2 separate regions of the Mus musculus genome follow, and region 2 is linked to region 1. Evidence: chromatin contacts called from public Hi-C data. All regions are on one chromosome and are shown on one strand. The core of a region is the stretch at or near the end of the contact, and the rest is flanking DNA. Distances in the headings are between cores, read along the strand shown.

Region 1 (5,210 bases), core at 1,124-3,623:
GACTCTTCAGCTAGGCTCCTTGGACATTTGAGGATATTTTCTTCCTTTAAAATTTTCTGCTTGGGCAATGAATCATGACTGTTCTGAGGGGAAACCTGTGAGAGGTGAAAGCAGCATTGGGGACCCTGGAGTAACACTGTCAGGGAATTGACGTTTTATCCAGGAGGTATTTTGATTTTAAGGAAATAAGCTTTGCATTGTCTCCATTTAGGGCTTAGTCACACATATGTGTATACACACACATACACACAAATGTACTCACACATTCGCTCACATGCACTCTCCTGATTACTAAATACTAAATGAATAGGTTCTAGGTTGGGGGTGAGATGTAGTTTCTGCCTAAATCCAGCTAGGGATGAGTGTTAGCTTAGAGACTTCTGGTTTTTTTTAATGGAAGTCACTAGGGTCCTGGGTTGAGTTTAGACAATTCATTGAGAATCTCTCTCTCTATCTCTCTCTCTCTCTCCTACCCTTCTTCCCTTCCCTCCTTCCCCTCTTTTCTCCCCTCACCTCAAGTTGTGTGTGGGGGAGGTGGGTGGGTGCTAGTGGATGACCTTGGCGGTTGGGTCTTCAAGGACCACTCACCTTTTATAATTTTTAATTGTTTTTGACACAGGACATCTTATTGTTCTGAAGTTCCCAAAGTATTTGGCCATTGAACCCCAGGAATCTTCCCACACCCCCAGTATTGAGTGAGATTAAACCTGTGCGCCACCATACCTGACTTTTTAAAAGTATGTATCTCTGGGGATTGAACTCCGGTCTTTGTGCTTGCCTTGCAAACACTTCATCTGTGTGCAAACACTTCTCCCCAGCCTTCATTAAGAATTCTTCATTTTGTCCTTCTTTCCTTCTGTCCTGTCATTCAGCACATACTGTGAGTGCCAACTGTGTGTCTGATATTCTTGGGCTAAGTAGTGGCAAGGACATTCTCTGACATCGAGGGATTTCGTGTCGAGTGGAGAAGACACAGACAATTACAGTAGAGCAAGGTGAGCTGCTAGGGTGGAGAAAAACAGAAGGTGCTCTTGGGAGAACTGATCTACTGACCTAGATCAACGTCTTAGGAACTTCTTAGAACAAGGGGGTGAAGAAGGAGTGTGGTGCAGTCTGCTCATGATGACTAAATGTCTGTGTACCATAGTTCTTGTAAGAAAAACAAAGACTAGGTGGAAGATGCTAAGAAATTATACTCTCTGGTTAGGACATCCTGAGCAGAGGAAGGAAGTGAAGACAGGCCCAGGGGTAGGGGGTGGGGGTGGGGAACACATAGGCACGATTTCCTGAAGAGCCTTGCCAGAGTTTATTTTGAGAGCAATGGGAGGTGGTAGAAGAGGCGGATAGGACAGACAGCTCCAAATACACCTTATGTCTGATATGGTGACAAGATGACCCATATGGAGAGGGAAGGATGGATTGCTGGTTTATAAGATGGAGTCATGGAGATGGGGAGATAGAGCAAATATAGGATGAAGAAGAGGGTAGACAGACACAAGGTCTTACTGTGATTTTCCATTGAGTAACGAGTGAGACATCAGTGTCAAGTCCCAGGGTTTGTCCTTACCTTCTGGTGGGACCTGAAATAGGTCAAATTCTTACTCAGATCTTGTTTTCTCTCGTTTGATGAAGTAATGACTGTCTTCATTCTGAGAGTCACGACCTCTGTGGGATCGAAGCAAGATCTGCTAAGGAAATTGCTGTAAAAACTCAACCTGTGTCCCCATCACCCACACTTACCTCCCCTAGTTGCCCTGTCTTATCTGAGTTTTGGTGTTCGAGTGTGTGTGTGTGTGGGTGGGGGGAAGTGTGGGATTCCCATGCTCATGTAGAGGACAGAAGTTGGTATCTGTTGTCTTTCTCTATCGCTCATCGTCTCCTTGCTTCCAAAGATAAGGTCTTATCAAGTTGGGAGCTCGACAGTTGTCTAGCCTGTCTGGTGAACAAATTCCCAGGCGTCCTTCAGTCTCCGTGTCTTTCAGTGAGTGATGGGATCTGAACTCAGGCCCTCAGGCTCACACAGCAAGCTCGTTACCTGCTTTGCCATCTCCCCAGCCCTCACTCTTCCAAACTTCTCAGTACCTCACTTCTCAGGAGCAGGCCTCTGCTTATTCAACAGTAGAGACTTCACTTGGGAGCCTTGCTGGGGCTTGGAAGTGTCTCATATTGGCTTTTGTGGCAAACAGCAATACCTCTGAGTGGATGAAGTTTAGCTAGGCACTCCTCAGCTTCTTGACTAAGCCGGGTGGAAGCTGGGTCTTTCTGATTTAAGGGAGTAAGGCTCTTTTCCGGTCTCTTCATGGCTTCCATGTGTCCCCATGGATTTCCTCCCCTCCCCCCAGGTAGCGTGTTTGGAGAAAACTGGCAGGGACCTCATAGTCTCCTCTTGCATCAGCCTCCCTTGGGAGAGGTCCAGATGGGCCAAGGGGCTATAATGGCTGCATTATATCAAGCATAGTTTCTTTTTTTCAAAACCTTTCAGGAGAAGGGAGTTCTGGGAAAAAGAATTCCTTTGGAGAGACACTGAATCATAAAGGAAAGAGTGATCTAAGCTTGGAAGGGCCAACAGGGGCCCTGTTTTTCTGGAAGCTCTTTATTTCTTGCCTTAACCAGATTCTAGATTTAGGGTTTACACAAAGGTCAGACTAGATTGTGAGATATGTAGTATAACAATGTGGTTGGGACGAGTAGAGCAAGAGACTCTCAGCTCCCAGTGTCTAGGCCAGCCTTACCTTCAGCACACATACACAAACTTGACAGTACCCACACAACTATACACACACACACTCACACACAGGAATACATATACGCATATATGCACACTTCCCTCATAGTTTTATAACTAGAGGAAACTAGAGGTCGGCTTTCATACCAGTTCTAAAAAGAAGGAAGGTGGGTTTGAAATGGGTCTGAGTTTCTGGGGGACTTTCTGGTAAAACCTGCCTCCACGTGGCCTGTCAGCTCTTTTCAGGTATTTTCGTGGATCATCTTCATCCTGGGAGAGAGGTAGGTCCCCGCAGGGTAGGAGTGATACCAGCCTTTGAGGGCTAATGCTCAACAATCCTCTAGCACGGTGCCTGGCATATGGCTGGCCTTAGTCAATATTTGTAGTGTGAGGTGGGTTGCAGACGTAGGTCCTGGAGCCAAGCACTTAAAGTAAGTGTATGACGAAATCAGGACACGAGGAACCCAGGCTTTCCTACAGCCTCTAATACATACTACGAGCGAGGTTGGACAAACGCCCTTCCTCTGCCAACTCCTGACCTAGCTGCCACCAGGATTTCACATATCCTTGTGGACTGAGACTTCTGTGTTTGGAAACAGATTAGAACTTTCATGACAATATGTTACTTTTACTCTTTTCAGATTCCTTATCTGTAAAAGGGAAAGACTGAGCAGAGAGGTTAGGGCATAAAGGTTTTTTCATTATTATGGTAGATGCCTTGCTTTGGACTGGATCCGGGGATATCGGCTGGCTCTTTGGGATCTGCTGCTGGGCAGGGCCTCTGATGTACTTGCAGTGTCACTCACCATGACCTTCAGAGCTGAGACCTTCCAGTCCTGGCTTGTGACCAGGTCATTTGGCTAAGTTAGAGCAAGAACCTTGGCCAATTCCTAGTATCCTAGTCTGCAGTGTACTGAGATGGGAGGATTCACCTAAATTCAAACTAGGCCACTGTCATCTGGCTAGAACTTGGCCCAGGTGCTAGGCAGGGTAGGATAGTAGCCTACTGTGGTCCATGAGGGGCCCTTTCAGTGGTCCTCACTTGTGTTCTGAGATGCTAAGAATCCCAGGGCAGGTTTAGAATAGTTCTCAAGTATTTAGCCAGAGGCACCCACCTTTGAGGGTGCTAAGTTTGTGTTTTCAGATACCCACTCTGTCTTGTTTCAGGGTCAGATATACCTGGTCCCCTCTTCTGAGTTTCTTAAAAGATCTGGTGGCTTCTTGGAGATTGCTTTCCTCCGCTCCCCCAGGCTCAGTCATAAAGTCTCTCTTCATAGTATGGCAGTCTTGTCCTCCCCCCCCCCCCCCCAGTACTCCTCCCCAGGCCGCTGTGACTTCAGCTAATCTGATGAACAGCAACCATGATTATTTACCAAATACTGGTTACTATACAGGTTGCTACCATGGGGATATTTCTTGCTCTTTAAAATTTGGTATTTCTGAGAAAATTTTATTTCCCCGAACCATTCTTAACCAATAAATGTTCAGTTCAGGACAGGCTTTGTAGGGCATCCTTAAGCAAACCCACAAACTCTTATCGGTAAGCCATTTCCTGGGCCCCTCAGGTGTCTTGCCAGCTAGCTAAGCTTGCCTGATCATGAGATGTCAGGCCCTCTTTGTACTGATGGATATTCATGTTCATACTCACAGTGGGGAGAGAGCCATGGAGAGGATTAAATAGATCCTGCTGGCTAAAGGATCTGGTTATCCAGACATGCTTTGGGCATAACATAAAAACTGCACTCAGGACCAGGAGCTATTCAGAGGGGTGTGAGGTCTCTGGAAACCAGAAATACAATGGGAAGTGGCTGGTAAAGGGGACTGTTGCTTTGATGCCTTGTGTAAAGATGTCCTCAATAGGCTGCTAAAGACAACATACCCAAAATTTTGGCTTTTTGAGAGCTGGGCTGGTGGGTGGTACCATCTTGCTTAGGTTGGTCCCCGAGACAACAGGGGCCTTGCTCAAATGGGAGGAGGGCTCAGCTCTTCACTATAGGAGCAACCTTCAGCCTTCCAGGGCCCTTCTGAGCCCTCACAAAGGAATGCTGGTGCTTGTGAGCCCCTGAAAGATCAGTGCCTTATTTGGCAATGGGGCTTTTGCAAATCTGTTTCCATTCCTTTAGAGTCAGAGGTAGACCAAGCAAAGTGCAGGCTGATTTGGAAAATCTGGTTCTTTTTCTCTCCTTACGTTTACCCTACTGGAGAACCAACATAAAAGAAAATTATACGTATGATTTCTTTTTTTCTAATTCTGCCCAAAATGTGAAGTAGCACAGGCCATTTCATTAGAGTAACAGTCTGCCTTTCAGATACACTTCCTGTCCTGGGGAGTTCTAGGTGGCACCCTTTACGTTTAATGGAAACCTGGGGTTATTGTTTTCCAACTGAATGGAAATATTTGCAGTTATTGAGTCTTACACTAAAGCCTTTATTTACCTGTGAACACCTGATGTTACAGGGTTGTGTGAGCGGTAGCCTAATTCAC
Region 2 (4,631 bases), core at 1,153-3,652, 300 kb after region 1:
AAAAACAAAAGATTTTGAAAGAAAGAGTGGAACTTGGGGTTGCTGTCTAGTCCTTGTATTTACAAAGGAGACGAGTCTGATGGAGGACATTTGCCCAGGCTGACTCACTCAGTGGGAAGTGCAGCGACGACTTGACCCGCACCCTGTCAGGAGACATCTAGGATAGGTTAAGGTTAGCAGGGGGCCTTCCTAGAGGTGGTACGTTGGATTTTTGGCATGGTGCGCAATGGGTGAGCTTTATGGTAAGGCCAAAGAGATGTCATCTTAGGATTGCTTCTTACAACTGATATGCCTTTCCTGTCATTATGCAACTAACAGTCCCTGGGCATTAGCCCACCCTATTGATCAGATTTCCTTCAGATCAGCATAAAGATGAATGTTCATGAATTAATGCTGTTTAGATGAATTAATAATGATTCTATAGAATTCCCGATTTGATTCAAATAATTTTAGGAAGTTTTAAGAGATGGTCTTAGTTGCTTTGCTAGAAAGTTGTAATAAGGTTACAGTCAAGAATAGAATGTGCCCACTCCTCAGAATAGTAAGAAAAGGCTGCATAATAAGAAATACAATGAGCTTTTAATAATTATACTAAAAAGAGAAATAGACTTGGGACAAATTTGTGTTCAAGGAAAAACATTTAGGCCCAAGGATACAACCACAGATATGAACTATGATAAGCCAGGGCCATGTAAAAGCTTTGAACTTGTAACAAGCATATAGAATGAAACACTCCTTTGAGCTAAAATATCAACATCTTTTTGTAACTTCAAATTTGTGTAACATTTTATCTCTGAGGTAATTTTCTAAAGAAATTTTTGTCTGAGAAGGTATAAAAAAGCCAGAGGAAAGAAATTAAGTTGTTAGTTGGATAGTTTGGCTTGGGGGGGGGGGGGCTCTGCCCATCCATCCATCTATCTATCCAGATGTATATGTCTGTTTGTCTATATGTATGTTCGTAGGAGTATGTGTGTATGTAAGCATGCATGAATGCTTGTGGAGTGTATGAGACAGGTGATTGGGCCCAACAAAAATGTGAATGTGTTAACGTGCAAATAAGAATGTGAATGAAAGTGTAAATATATGTGTGAATGTATATGTGTCTGCGCATATTTGCCTGTATAAAGCATCTTAATTCTTTCGCTTCCCTTCCTCTCTGGTTCACAGAGTTAACCAGCCTAGTCAGAGGGGCTTCTGGCTGCCTGGACTGAGAAGGGTGTGACATCAATATACCATTACCTAAATCACCCTGCCGTTAGCAGCAAGTGTCAGCAGATCCAGTAGCTTCTGGCCTCGGAGTAACTTGCAGTCAAGATAGACCTAGGTTATTTTAGAAAGCAACCCTACTCTCAAAAGACCAAGTCTTGCCCCAGCCAATGCTCTTGGCCCTTGGCTGCCTCAGAGAGGACTTAGCCATGGGCTAAGCTCCCAGCACCACCCAGTGCTCCTGTCACACTGTAGTATTAACACACACTCGCTTGCTTTTGTTGTTATTGCTGTGCACGAAGATGTCATTAGACGCCTCCAGCTGAGCCGACACACTCTAGCGGGATCCCTGGTCTGCAGGCAGAAACTCTGTGTTCCACACCCCCAGTCTCCTGAGATGTTTTACCACAAAGAGGGTTGTTCCTTCCAACTTTAGAATGTCACTTTAATGGAAGTAGGACCCCATGGCCTCAGGGCAGTGATGACCATTGAGATAAGCAGAGTTCAAGTCGTGAAAATCTTACATAGGACCTCCCTTCACAGTCTAAGAACCACTTCTTTTGTAAAACAGGGAAGTTGAGCTAGGTTTCCCCTTACGTCTTAATAAGCCATAGTTAATATTTTACTGTCCTACAGACTGTAGATGCCACATATACTTCATGTTTACATAAACTTCAAGTCCTATCCACAACATTCACCACATAAGAAATGTATGAACGTTAAACCTACAGATTTTAGAATTGAAATAGCCAAATCTAACTGACACTGGAGTCTCAGAACTCTCCACATTTCTTCCGATCTCTAACTCTACTTGGTGGCTTCCAAAACACACTGTACCTGCATCCCAGGTGTTCAAGTTTATCTCAGGAATCAGCTCAGTCCAAACACAGAACAAAGTAAATAAACAAAATAAATAAACAAAATAAACAAAGCACAACGTAAGCCTTCTCATACCCCGTGGCGGTCCTCAAAGTAGGCCAGGCTGGCTTTCGTTAAGACAAAGAAACGAACTTTAAAATTCGAGGGAGAAGTCCTTCTCTTCTGTTGGGACTTCTTGATCAGCTGTTCTTCCAGGAGGATGAAGTTGTTCATGGTCCAGTTCTGAAAAGTGATGCGCCTTGGGCATCACCCCGCAGTGCGACTGAAGGAGAGGAGCAGCGGAGACTGAGACAGGATGCAGTTGATCTTTAGAGAGTCGTTCAAAGGCAACTTGCCTCTAACCTTATCTTTTCTATCAGCATCAGCCAGCCTCACCGCTGAGCTCCCTCCTCTGATGTCAAAGGCCATGACCACATCCTTTCAAAATTCACCAAGCTGGGAGGCACATGCGTACCCTTAGCTATATGGTTTGAAAAAGAAGTTTGAAGAAACCTAGAATTATAAGAGGAGTTCACTTATAATTCTTCTAGCTCCTGGTTTAGCCTTGACAACAGTTAAGTCATGTAAACAAGGGACTAAGAACAGGGATCCAGGGGTCAATGGAGCTCAGCTTGTATGTAAGTTTCCCATTGCTATTATCATGGACTGCCTGCCACAGGCTTAGTGGCTCAAAGCGCCATAGAGCCACAAGGCTCAAAGCGCCTTACAATTCTCTAGTTTAGAAGTCTGAAATGTGTCTGGTTGAGTGACAGTCATGGTGACTGTGGGACTGTGCGCCTTTCTTGCAGATCTCTAGGGGACACTGCCTCTGCGACCATCCTCCCTACTGAGGGACACTCTGGTGGCCTCTGTCTTGACTCTTTTACTCCATCTTCAAACCCCCAAACTGCAGGTCGAGCCCTGCTTGCTCTGTATTGCCAAAATCTCTTCCTCCTACCTCTGCTCCATTTAAGGATCCTGAGAACCACACTGGGCCCTTCTCACAGTGGTCGTCTAGGGCAGGCTCCCTATTTTAAGGTCAGCAGATGGGCGCTATAACTCCATTTGGAATGTAAATTCCCCTTTATCACCCAACAACACACAGTCACAGGTTATAGGGATTAGGGCATGCAGAGATCTGCACAGGGCTGTTTATTCTACCTATCGGTTTGAATTCCATCTCTACTACCTACCACTGTCCAGTGGCTTGGAATATCAGTTCCTTCATCTATGAAAGGAAGCAACAGGGGTCTTGTATGAGGCACTGCAGGGGCCCCTTTGGACACCGTTGGTGTGCCTGGCTTCCTTCTGTGTATGCTACTTCAAAAATGCAGTGTCCTGTGTCTGAACACTCTCTCTTGTCTCTTTCTTTTCCAGTGAGCGCCTATGAGATACTGCCAGCCTCGCCGACCTGCAACGTTCTCTGGGAAGCCTTTCAGACTTTCCCACATGGAATCCTCTCTCCTATTTTCCTCTGCCATAAGGACTCTAATGAGGAGGCAGGACACACAGACAGACAGCAAGCTACCTCCTTGTAAGGGCTCTTTGGGAACTAAAGCTTATCTGCCCTGTGGACAATTCACAGGGTCTGACCTTTGAGTCAGGATAATGTTATGGTGTAGAACTTATGTGACCAGGAAGTTAATAGCCAAGAAGTCCCGGGGCAGGCAGAGGCAGCTCATCAGAGAAGAACAGAGGACGAGACAAAGGGAGGGAGGCAGTACAACTTTCCTGTGTAGTTTTAGATGTAATTGCTAATTGCAGCCTCCTTTCACATCATACATTGGATGCTGCTGAATAATGAAGGCAAAAAGAGGCGGGGAGGGAAGAGGAAGAGAGGAAAGGGAAGGGGAGGGGAGGGGAGAGAAGGGATAAGCTGAGATTTTAAGACAGAAAAATATGTACAAAAGAGGTAGACTTTTTTTTTTTTTTTTTTTTTTTTTTTTTTTTGGTTTTTCGAGACAAGGTTTCTCTGTATAGCCCTGGCTGTCCTGGAACTCACTTTGTAGACCAGGCTGGCCTCAAACTCAGAAATCTACCTGCCTCTGCCTCCCGAGTGCTGGGATTAAAGGCGTGAGCCACCACGCCCGGCCAGAGGTAGACTTTTTAAACTACAGTTTGTAGCAAAAAATACTAATTTCCTTCTCTTTCCTTTCTCTAGGGTAACTGATTGCCTGAAGATTATCTGGACATCTGGGCAGCCTGCCTAAAGACGACATCGTTTTTAGCTTTTTCTGTAACTTGGTATAGCCATACAACTCTTTTCTGAACAAGAGAATATGGCAGAAATGGAAGCATCCTGGCGGGATGTGGTGCTGTGCATCTGTAATCTCAGCTCTCAGGAGGCCGTCTCAAGAAAAGCAGGGGGGTCCTTAAAGGGCATCTCCTGATCTCCTCCCTTTCCTACTACTGACTAGGGTGTCAACTTGATGGTTGGAGCTGGAAGAACTATTTTATACTACATACTGTGGAGGTTACACGTGAGAGCAATGGATCCCCGATAGGAGGAGTCTGAGGCTGTGATGACCACAGATCTGGTCACTCACGCTAGCAGTGGAGTGCCTCTT

Evidence for each region. Hi-C and Micro-C count contacts between places; a contact is called where the count stands out from the background.
Region 2: a Hi-C map of CD8 T cells shows a contact between it and region 1, with 4 times the contacts expected there. The contact joins the promoter of Itk here to the enhancer-like site in region 1. A contact is called at or near these places in 3 of 484 Hi-C or Micro-C datasets (CD8 T cells, Th2 cells and regulatory T cells), 2 of 115 datasets of contacts at active chromatin or transcription factors (CD8 T cells and thymic regulatory T cells) and 1 of 9 other capture datasets (liver).

The regions. Positions count from the first base shown.
Region 1 is chr11:46,082,403-46,087,612 of GRCm38.p6, forward strand. All of the region lies in intron 3 of Adam19 (a disintegrin and metallopeptidase domain 19 (meltrin beta)), which reads left to right. Among named protein-coding and RNA genes, the nearest start is that of Mir8100, 17 kb to the right of the region's middle. Within about 2 kb of position 2,374, at least 76 of the 459 cell types and tissues checked have an H3K27ac peak or open chromatin away from gene starts, as enhancers often do. A contact at or near this core is called in CD8 T cells, Th2 cells, liver and 1 more, where this site is marked.
Region 2 is chr11:46,387,113-46,391,743 of GRCm38.p6, forward strand. Itk (IL2 inducible T cell kinase) reads right to left here and starts at 2,403. Exons shown (of 17, transcript NM_010583.3): 1 at 2,161-2,403. The coding sequence starts at 2,298.